3 separate regions of the Sus scrofa genome follow, and all the other regions are linked to region 3. The links are chromatin contacts, called in public HiChIP or PLAC-seq and promoter capture Hi-C maps. All regions are on one chromosome and are shown on one strand. The core of a region is the stretch at or near the end of the contact, and the rest is flanking DNA. Distances in the headings are between cores, read along the strand shown.

The links. Promoter capture Hi-C pulls out the DNA fragments that hold promoters and counts their contacts. HiChIP or PLAC-seq counts read pairs in DNA pulled down with a chosen protein or histone mark.
Region 1: a contact with region 3 is called in an H3K27ac HiChIP or PLAC-seq map of alveolar macrophages. The contact joins two enhancer-like sites. A contact is called at or near these places in 13 of 47 Hi-C or Micro-C datasets (alveolar macrophages, embryonic fibroblasts, epiblast stem cells and 8 more) and 1 of 2 datasets of contacts at active chromatin or transcription factors (alveolar macrophages).
Region 2: a contact with region 3 is called in a promoter capture Hi-C map of liver, with 2.5 times the contacts expected there. The contact joins two enhancer-like sites. A contact is called at or near these places in 1 of 5 promoter capture datasets (liver) and 13 of 47 Hi-C or Micro-C datasets (alveolar macrophages, embryonic fibroblasts, epiblast stem cells and 8 more).

Annotation. Positions count from the first base shown.
Region 1 is chr9:93,025,186-93,028,743 of Sscrofa11.1, reverse strand. No RefSeq gene overlaps it. Among named protein-coding and RNA genes, the nearest start is that of ABCB1, 24 kb to the left of the region's middle. Within about 2 kb of position 2,108, at least 27 of the 83 cell types and tissues checked have an H3K27ac peak or open chromatin away from gene starts, as enhancers often do. A contact at or near this core is called in alveolar macrophages, liver and retroperitoneal adipose tissue, where this site is marked.
Region 2 is chr9:93,006,055-93,009,540 of Sscrofa11.1, reverse strand. No RefSeq gene overlaps it. Among named protein-coding and RNA genes, the nearest start is that of ABCB1, 43 kb to the left of the region's middle. Within about 2 kb of position 1,645, at least 29 of the 83 cell types and tissues checked have an H3K27ac peak or open chromatin away from gene starts, as enhancers often do. A contact at or near this core is called in fetal liver, liver and retroperitoneal adipose tissue, where this site is marked.
Region 3 is chr9:93,154,634-93,158,324 of Sscrofa11.1, reverse strand. No RefSeq gene overlaps it. Among named protein-coding and RNA genes, the nearest start is that of ABCB4, 15 kb to the left of the region's middle. Within about 2 kb of position 1,639, at least 5 of the 83 cell types and tissues checked have an H3K27ac peak or open chromatin away from gene starts, as enhancers often do. A contact at or near this core is called in alveolar macrophages, fetal liver, liver and 1 more, where this site is marked.

The sequences.
Region 1 (3,558 bases), core at 859-3,358, 130 kb after region 3:
CGATCCGGCGTTGCCCTGAGCTGTGGTGTAGGTTGCAGACACGGCTTGGATCCCACGTTGCTGTGGCTCTGGCATAGGCCGGTGGCTACAGCTCTGATTGGACCCCTAGCCTGGGAACCTCCCATATGCCGCGGGAACAGCTCAAGAAATGGCAAAAAGACCAAAAAAAAAAAAAAAAAAAAAAAAAAAAAAACCCATCTTTCTGAAACTATGAAGTAAAAAGTATATTCATACATTTTTTAAAATCTCTAGGTGGAGGTCCCTCATGGCACAACAGGTTAAGGATTCAGCCTTGTCATTTCTGTGGCTCCAGTTACAGCTATGGCATGGGTTTCATCTCTGCCTGGGAACTTCCACATGCTAAGGCAAAAAAAAAGATACAGGCATTTTTGAAATGCTTTTACCTATGCATATTTGACTTTCAGTTTTGTGTACACGTTGTAAATAAATGAACCTCATGAGGTTTCCTGAAAGAATAATTTTTTTCATTTTAAAAAATTTTGTTTATTCATTTACCAATGGGGAGATGCAGTTTATTTACACCAGCAGTCATTAGGAGCAAGAAGAGTACAAAGTTGGTTAGCAAGCTGTATAGGATGGACTACTTATGCAAAATTAAAGCTCTTCAAATCAAAGGACAGTGATAAGCTTCACTACACTTCCCAAATGATACCAGGCAATGGCCCCCAGGGGACATGGAGTGATGGGAACTAATTGTGAAGGAAAAGCCACAAACTACAGGAATTTGTAAAGAAACCCTTCTCCCAACCCCCCTACAGACACAGACACACACACACTCATACGTACACACCCAGATACATAATAGAATGACAGGGTTATCAATACACTTGAGGAGAGAAGGACAGGAATTCTGCTGTTAGAAGAAAGATATGCAGGGAAAGGGAGAGTTCCTGACCACTGTCCACTCTAAATAGGGAGCATTCTCTCCTGAAAAAAGAAAGGAGTTGTGGAATTCCCATTTTGGCTCAGCAGTAATGAACCCAACTAGTATCCATGGGGATGCACGTTCAATCCCCAGCCTCGCTCAGTGTTTTAAGGATCCGGTGTTGCTGTGAGCTGTGGTGTAGGTTGCAGACGCATCCCCTTAGGGAATCTGTTGGACCTACTCCACCTCATACTCATCCAGGACAGGGGGCTACTGCCCTAAAAATGGGGGCAAAAAACAAAAACACAAACCAAGAGGGAGGTAATATAAACTAACCATTACTCAAAACTATGTCCACATGTTCCTCCTCTAACCAGGAGAAAAGGCCAGAAAACAAACAGTAATGTCACAGTGTGAGCTCCCTCCCTGAAGGAAGAATGGACCATGGCTTTCCTTACCTTAAGCCTGTTTCCCAGACATTATTTGTAAGTAGGCTAGAGTCTCACTTAGACCACATCCCCTTAGAAGATGTCTGTGTTAAAAAAAAAAAAAAAAAAAAAGAAGTCAAGGGCAGATATCCCAAAATTATTTTAGCGCTTGCCAAGTTTGACTTTTTAAACAATGATTACAATTCTAGGATTGAAGATGAATCTGCAGCTAGGTCCTGACCGTGAGCAGGACGACTCCAGGGGGAGAATGCAATAATAGACAGTCTTGAGGCCCTACTTCTATGGTTCCCCCAGCGTTCTAGAGTATGTAACCCAAATCAGGCCACACAGGGCAAAAAGTCCCTTCTGGGATAAGGAAGGGATAGCAAGTCCATGGACAGTAAGGACTAAAGAAAATGGATCAGCACTCACTGCATCCCTGTGTGAGTCAGTCAGCCTTTACTGCTTCTCTGTTTATGTCCTAAAAGGCAGTATCCAAGTGGTGGAGGGAAGCTCTAACTCCTCAAGAGGTAAGACACCACGGCAGGAAGGAAGACCAGCAAGGCAGTCCCATTGGAGAAAGGCACAGGCCTGACACTGCTTTTCATACACAAAAAAATGACATTCTCTTCCCATCCCAATCCCATTAGAGGAAGCCCTAAGATTCTTTGAAGCCCTCAGAAAAACTAGAAAACAGAACAAAACAAAACAAACTTAACGGAAGTCAAGAAAAGGGAAACTGGGCAGGCTTCATAAGCAGGAACATCAAGAGAGAAACCGAAACTGATCAGTGTGAGTGCAGAGTATCAGGCAGCACCCAGGGTCATGAAATGCACTAGTTAGGCAGTGGAGCAGAGGACAGGAGGAACATGGGTCCAAGCCCACAAATAAGGCTGGACCCCTTACTGGGACACAAAATGAGGTAAGACAGCATTTCAAATAAAGTAGCTTGGTGCTCACTCACCTTGGGGCTCCAGCCCTCTACACCTTCACACCCTTCAATTAGGGAGTCACATGGAGAAAGTTTTGATGTGTGGGTCACACTTCCCATCTTTCCCTGCCCCCTAAGGCCACAGGATTTCTGGGGGCGATCCCTGACTTCCAACAACAAAAGGACACCTCTTGCTATCAAGAAGGTCCAAAGGGGACCGAGTGTAAAGGACTAGGCCCTTGTGAGGAGCAGGGAAAGTGGTGACAGTCTAGATGCTCACTGTAACAGAGCTCCCTGACTGCACAACCCAAGGAACAGGGGCATGTGACAGAATACTGCACAGTCTGATGAGAGGACCTAGTCCTGCTCCTTCATTCCTAGGACTAACCCATTCACATTTATTATTATTATTATTATTATTGCCTTTTTAGGGCTGCCCCTGCCAGCACATGGAAGTTCCTAGGCTAGGGGTCTAATCAGAGCTGCAGCTGCCAGCCTAGGCTTACAGCTCACAGCAACGCAGGATCCTTAACCCACAGAGTGAGGCCAGGGATCAACCCAAGTCCTCATGCACACTAGTCCGGGTCGTTACCTGCCAACATGATAGGAATTCCCCACTCACATGATCAAGTGCAGCTGGAAAAGCTCCCCTCAGGGCTCGGCTTTCAAACCACAGCCTCCTGCACAGCCATGATGTTCTTCCAGAGTTCACTTCAGCTCCTGAAGTGGGAGACGGGTAGTGACCTGGCATAAAAACACCAAATCGGAGCCATGGGCTGGATAGATGGTATAGGTCAGAGAAGTGGCTCAGATATGGCCTTGCTGTGGCTGTGGTGTAGGCTGGCAGCTGCAGCTCCGATTCCACCCTCTATGAGGTCTCCACACATCTCCCGAGCGATGGCCTCCAGCGTATTAGTACCCAGGTTAACCAAAGAAATTCCCTCCATTTTAACGTGCAGATGACTGGAGAGGGAGGATTACTCACAGCTGCGCGGGCAGAAACACGTGGGCTCCATGGCCGTGACCTTCAGGCCTGCCCCAGCCGCGTCTCAAGCCGCAAGGGCTGACGCTTCTGCAGAGGCAGAGGCCGGGAAGCAGCGGCCAGCAGCCACTACTCCTGACCCTAGGTTCCTCTGTTTCTCGTGGAGTCTCCTCCGTCCATCTGTCCCAGAGCTTGAGCTGGAGGCTGGCCCCCTACTCACCGCCTCCGCTGCAGCTGCAGCCGCCCACGCCTCCTCCGGCGCCTTGGTAAGTTCTCAACGCCTCACCCAGCAGTCCCGCCTCTTCCGCTCCCTCAGAACAGTTTTTGATTT
Region 2 (3,486 bases), core at 396-2,895, 150 kb after region 3:
TGAATATTTATTGTAGTAAATTACTTAAGACAAATTTCTTTTCCTATATGTATTTTCATTCTACTGTGAATAGTCCAAGTAGATAAAACGTATTAGTCTTAAGTCAGAAAAAGACAAATACCATGTGATATCATTCATATCTAGAATCTAATATACCGCACAAATGAACCTTTCCACAGAAAAGAAAATCATGGACTTGGAGAATAGACATATGGTTGCCAAGGGGGAGAGGGAGGGAACCGGATGGATTGGGAGCTTGGGGTCACACTATTGCATTTGGAATGGATTAGCAATGAGACCCTGCTGTGTAGCACTGGGAACTATGTCTAGTCACTTATGATGGAGCCTGATAATGTGAGAAAATAGAATGTATACATGTATGTGTAACTGAGTCACCATGCTGTACAGTAGGAAAAAATGTATTGGGGAAATAACAATTGATTACAATTAAAAAAATAAAAAAAAATAAAAAGTCTCAGTCTTTGTCTTGACAATTTTATTTTCTTTAATTATTTTTGGCCGCACCCTAGGCATGAAGAAGTTCCCAGGCCAGCGATTGCCCTGAGAATTTTAAATAGAGATTAACAATTTTTACAATCTCAGAGATTAGTAATCTACAGCTTTAATATACAAAACTCTGTATTTTATTTCTTTTTCTTTTTTTTTAGGGCCGCACCCACGGAACACGGAGGTTCCTAAGCTAGGGGTCTAATCGGAGCCATGGCTGCCGGCCTACAACACAGCCATAGCAACACTAGATATGAGCCTCGTCTGCAACCTACACCACAGCTCACGGCAATGCTGGATCCTTAACCTACTGAGCAAGGCCAGGGATCGAACCCAAAACCTCATGGTTCCTAGTGGGATTCGTTTCCCCTGGGCTATGACGGGAATTCCAAAACTCTGTCTTTTAAAAGCATGCAACATAGAGTAACAGTACTTCCTCTAGTAAATTATATAATATACAAGAAGAGATATCTGCACTGTATCTATATATCCATTCTGTAACATTTTTTTTTCTCTCTTTTTTAGGACCACACCTGGGGCATATGGAGGCTCCCAGGCTAGGGGTCCAACCTGAGCCACAGCTGCTGACCTGCGCCATAGCCACAGCAACACCAGATCCGAGCCATGTCTGCAACCTACACCACAGCTCACTAGCAATACCAGATCCTTAACCCACTGATAAAAGCCAGAGATCAATCCCACGTCCTCATGGAAGCTCGTCAGATTCGTTTATACTGAGCCATGATGGGAACTCCTGCTAACATTCTTCTTTGACAGAAACTTCAAAACCAGAGGTGCAAGTTTAATGGATTTTAAACTAGCACGGAGCTAGCCCCATAGAAATAGCTCACAATAAAGATTTCACGTAAAATCTGGGCCTTTTTTATTGATGAAAAAAGTGGTGAATGGCCGGCCTAGATCAGCGCCAGAGACTAGGAGACCAAAGCCAGGGCCTCCCTGCTGCTAAGGCTGGAGGGGTGGAGAAGCTTTGTAAAGTAGGCAGTAGGTTCCAAACACGCACCACAAGGGCAGCATTCTTGGCCTCTGGCAGGTCGCAAGGCAGAATTGCCGGTAGGCTCATGGCATCCACTCCAATACCTAGTCACCGCCCAGGGCGGGAGACCCGCTCAACGAGCAGACTACACTCCACACAGCGCTCCGTCTTATGCGGGCGGCCAGTCCCAGGTGAAGCCCGTGCTAGGTGTTAGGCCAGGAGAGATGCGGCTTGGGGGGGGGGGGGTCAAAAACCCCACCACTAGACGCCCCAAGAGGAATATTCTGCCGGCAGTTTCCCTCCTTGAGTTATTTGTGTTTACTAGGCCAAGGGAGGGCGTTAGGACAAAAGGAACCCCGCTTCCTTCCTGGGAGTCAAGCCCTAGATCAGGCGCGGGAGCCTGAGCTACTGTGTCCCTGGCATTGCAGCTTCTGATGCACCTGGACTTGAGAGCTGGCCTCTGGGAGCATGATCAGCCATCACAGCTAGAGAGGCCAACCATTAGTGGGGTTCCGAGCAAAGGTCTAAACACGCGTGAACACTTCTGAGCCTCTCATCCCACGATCCCACGGCCAGCTACCTCGCGGCTCCGCCGCGTGCCAACAGCTTACAGCTAGCGGACCGCGAGCCTGAGCCCAGCATCTGGAAAGCTGCCCACGCGCCAGGGCGGGGCTCTAGCACTTTGCTTTGAAGCTCCCAGTGGCCGGCCCCGCTCGTCGAGCACTAAGATTGGCTTCAGCTAGGCGGGGTCCGCCCGACAGGCGATGGGAGGGCGGGGTTGAGCGGCCGCGGCTGGGGCGAGAGTGGCTGCCAGGTGTGTGTGATTGGATTTGAGGGGCCTGGAGGTTGGAGGAGCGCGTGAAAGCGGGGGTGGCGCGTGCGTGTGTGCGCGTGAGTCTGTGTATGTGTGTGTGGAGCTCTGGTGCGGAGAGCCAGCTGCCAATTCCCGGGGGCGGCTCCCCCGCCGTCTTCCTCATCCGCTCTCTGACCCTGCTCTTTCCCTACGACCCTCCCACGCCTTAACGGCCGCCCGCGGAGGGAGTCCCTGGGGAAGCAGGTGTGGGAGCAGGCGGGTTGTACCAGACAAAAGGGGCGCGGGGGTCAGCCCGACATGGCCTCGCGGAGCCTGGCGGGCGGGGGGGGGCCTGGGTGGGAGCCGCGGCGCGGGTGGCAGCGGCAAGAAGAGCCTGAGCGCCCGCAACGCCGCGGTGGAGAGGAGAAACCTGATCACCGTGTGCAGGTACCACGCGGCCGCCGCTCGGGGAGAGGGGCGGGGGCGGCCGGCGCCCCGGGCTGAGGGCTGCGGGGTGCGCGAGCCGCTGTGGGTCCCGGAGACCACGGGCTGTATGGAGCTCCAGCCGCTGCGGCGCCCCGCGCGTCCGCGGCCCGAAGCGTCCTGAGACCGGCCGGGCTGGGCGCCGCCAAGGCCCCGGACTTTCGGTCAGTTTCTGTGCTGGGAGCTGCTGAGGGCAGGGCTGGGGCGGGGCTGGGGGAGGATGTGTTTTGAATGGGCTCTCGGGTGTGTGGGGAAGAGGAGGGCCGGGAAGAAGAGCTCTTTGATTCTGTGCGCCTGAAGCTGTCAGCCAGCTTTTAGTAAAGTGGTGGTTACTGTGATTGTTTACTGTGTTGCCTCAAAATCGGAGCGCCTTCTGTTTTGGCTTGCTTACATATGTGTTGTCATTTCGGGCCCCAAATGTCGAGTGCCAGCCAAGTGTGTATGTGTGCAGTGTCCTCTCCATTCTAAATTGCAGTGCTAGTGCTGTTTCTGCAGTTGCTGTCAAGAGTGGAAGTGTGGAGGAGACTTAGTGATTTATTTCAAAGTCTGCCTTTGCATAAATGTTTTCCGACTCTAATTGTAGTATTTCTTTACTTTAAAAATATAGAAACATAAAAGGCATAAATGTTTTCTATCAGTCTGATATAGAATTAACTGACTTTTAACAGGCTGACATCTTCTTTAAGTCTTATCAAGGTGTTAAAAAAAT
Region 3 (3,691 bases), core at 390-2,889:
AAGAGGAACTGAAAAGAAACAATGAAGTCTTTGGGAAATGGAAAAAAAAAAAAAAAAAAAAACCTCTCATAATCAAATTCTGATGAAGAGGAAAGCCTTAAATGCAACCTGTTTAATTGCAGAAATAAATATTAGAATTATGACCTTGATAATATTGTTTAGTTTCGTCTATCTCTTCACCAAAAAGGGAAAAAATTCCTTCTCCCCTTACCCTGTCTTTTCCCCTCTTCTCCAAATAGAGTAGTATGATTTTTGTCTTGAGATGCTGGATGTTGTGACCCCTGAGGCTTGTGGTTGAAATATTGACACAGTAGCTCTCTTACATGTTAATGCACTTGCGCATGGGTTGCAAGGTAGGTTTCTAAAGTGTGTTCTCTTCTTTCATTGCTTAAGGAGTTTGCAAAAGGGTGCTATGTTCATCTTAATCAATTTAAGAAATTAAATGTGATTTATTTTGTAAAATCTCACTGCATAGATAACTTCGTAGAAATGTAGACATCTAAAGTAAGGCATATCTCAACACTTACTATTTCAAATAAACCACTATTTCAAGAGCACAGCAGGCCCTTGAGGCTTGGGTTCTACCTGATCTCTCAGACTCAGTTCTACCTGAATTCTCAGATTGTGATGGCCACCACCCACCCCTCCCAACACTCAACACCTGACACACCCCACTCTGAGTGCTTTCTGATTCAGCCTTCCAGGCTGTTCTACCCTGCTCTCTATGACTGGTTTTTTCTACTGTCAGATACTCAGTTCTACAGGCCACATCTGCAGCATAAATGGAAGTTCCCAAGCTAGGGATCAAATCAGAGCTGCAGGTGCTGACCTACGCCACAGCCACGGCCCCACAAGATCCTTAACCTTAACCCACTGAGCAAGGCGAGGGATTAAACCCCCATGCTCACAGAGATAGCATCAGGTTCTCTCTTTATTTATTTATTTATTTATTTATTTATTTATTTTTTAAGCACAGGGTTCTTAAGTGTATGAGCCATAACAGGAACTCCTCCAGGAAATTTTTATAACCCTCAGTGCCCTCCCAGGAGAAATGATGGCTCTCTTCTTTCCAAGTTTCCCAAAAAGTCTTGCATCATGGCACCTACACACGTTACTAAACTTATTTCCTGTCTCCTTCAACCGTGAGCTCCTTGTTTTATCATTGTACTCCTAGTATCTAGTCTGTAGGCACTTAAGAAAATTGTCAAGAGAAAAAAAGAATATAAAACAGAACTTCCTTTTCATGGGAGAGAAGTGGTGGCCTTGAAGAGCAAGAAACATAATAAGTGAAGTCAACCAACACTTTTTTTTTTTTTTGCTATATTCCATCCATTGAGTGTTGTCCTAAATACCTTATTACAATATTTAGTGATCAAGCACTCCAGTGAGGTGGCTACTGAATCCCTTAACTTTGAACAAGGAATTAAGGGCTTAGAGAAAATAACTTGCCCAAACACTCATCTGTGTAACAAACAGGCAGCCAGAACAGAAATCCAGGTTTTCAACAGGGGAGTCTTGGGGCTTCTCCACATAACAAGTAACAATCAATGAGAGGGAAAACACTCAACTATAGCTGCCTAGTGGAGAAAGCAAAAATGTTCAGTTTCTATTTCAAAGGTCACTTTTCCTTGTGACCAAAACTGGGTCTTTTGAAAGAGTCCAAATGAAAGTATTTCATCATGTATCTTTGCCTCTTGCACATATTTGTAAGCATTCCTGCTTTTCTCTTTGCTATTCTGATTTCCCCAACTCCAAAGGCAGAGGTCTTTCACCTTGGTGTTAAGAGTTCCAAGTGGGACAAAGGACTGCTGTTACAGAAGGTGCTCCTGAAAAATCTTGCTTAACCTTTTTTTTTTTTCGTTTAACAAATATTTTTATTGAGGATGTTCAATGTGCAAGGTATTATGTTGGAGTACAATGGTGAACCAGGTGCCCACCAAGATATTATAGTCTATGAGATGCTTGTGAAGATCAAGAGTTAAGGCAAGTGAAAGTCCATTATAGGCTCTGTAGCTAGAATTACTTCTCATTCAAGTTATCAGTTGCTTTATTATTTTTTTGTTTGTTCATTTTTTTTTGTTTTGTCTTTTCTAGGGCCGCACTCATGAACATATGGAGGTTCCCAGGCTTGGGGTCTAATTGGAGCTGTAGCTGCCAGCCTACACCACAGCCACAGCAATGCGGGATCTGAGCCGCATCTGCAACCTACACCATAGCTCACAGTAAGACCAGATCCTTAACCCACTGAGTGCGGCCAGGGATTGAACCCGAAACCTCATGGTTCCTGGTCAGATTTGTTAACCACTGAGCCATGACAGGAGCTCCAAGTTATCAGTTGCTTTAAAAGAATGGTTTCCATGAGGATCCATTACAGTTCTGTAGATTGACTAGGTTCAACTGAGTGGTTCTTACTGCATGAAGTGCCCTTAGATGCTGGCTGGGGCTGCGGTCATCTGAAGATCTGACTGGGCTGGAAGTCTGAGACACCCACCCACTCACTGGTACTTGATACTGGCTGTGGACACGGGGGCTCTGCTGGGTCAAGGCATGTGGCCTCCCCATGTATCTTGAGCTACTGCTTATGGCATGGTGGGTGGGTTCTCAGAGGGAGAGGTAATTATAGGTGGGGATCTGGTCCTCAGCTTAGAGCACCCCCAAACTCCATTTTGTCAGGCAGAGCTCCCAGAGAAAGGGGGCCGGGGGGGCACAGTCCAATGCCACTCTCTGCCTTGCTCAGCCAGCTCTAACCACAACATCCTTCTCTCAATGCTTCAACATGCTTTTGAACAGGGGGTTTCCTCTACTTGAAATGCTGTCCCTTCATCCCTATGGCAGGTCTTCCCCACTCACACTACTTCCTGGATAATTACTCATTTTTTAGATTCTAGCCCAAATGATTTCTTTTTTAGCTTTTTGTTGTTAAATAATTATAGACTCACAAGAAATTGCAAAACTTGTAGTGTCCTCTGTACCCTTCATCTGCTTCCCTTAATGACGGCAGGTGGTAACTGTAATACAAATCCAAACCCAGGACGTTAACACTGGTACAATACTATTAACAGACTATTCTAATTTTTTTTAATTTTATACATTGCCATATTTATTCTTTAAATTTTGTATTAAAGTATAGTTGATTTACAATGTTGTGCCAATAAATTTCTTAAAAACATTTTTCTTTTACTAATAATGGACATGTTCCTGTAAGGCTTCCCCTTTTATTTGATAGCATGGGTAATGCTGGGTCACAGGTCTGTGGTAATGATAGGTTCCCCTCTCTATTTTTTTCTAAAACTATATGGCCTTAGATAAGAATACTCAATATAGCTTACACTAAAAAATTTCTTTTCTTTCTCTCCTATCTATATATCATCTATCTATCTATCGCTATATATACTTTTTTTTCTTTCTTTCTTTCTTTCTTTTTTTTTTTTTTTGCTGCAATGGCGCCACATGAAAGTTCCCTGGCCAAGGATCATACTCACACTGCAGTTGTGGCAACACCAGATCCTTCACCCACTGTGCCACATGGGAACCTCCCAGTTGTTAATTTTGGATAAAACAAAACTGACCCAGAGGAAGGTACACATTAGGTAAAAGGAAAAAAAAAAAACCTTGGCAAAACAGACACTTATTGAACCTCTACTATATCCTAAGGACTTTGCCAGACAAAAGAACAAAGTGGTGCAAAGAC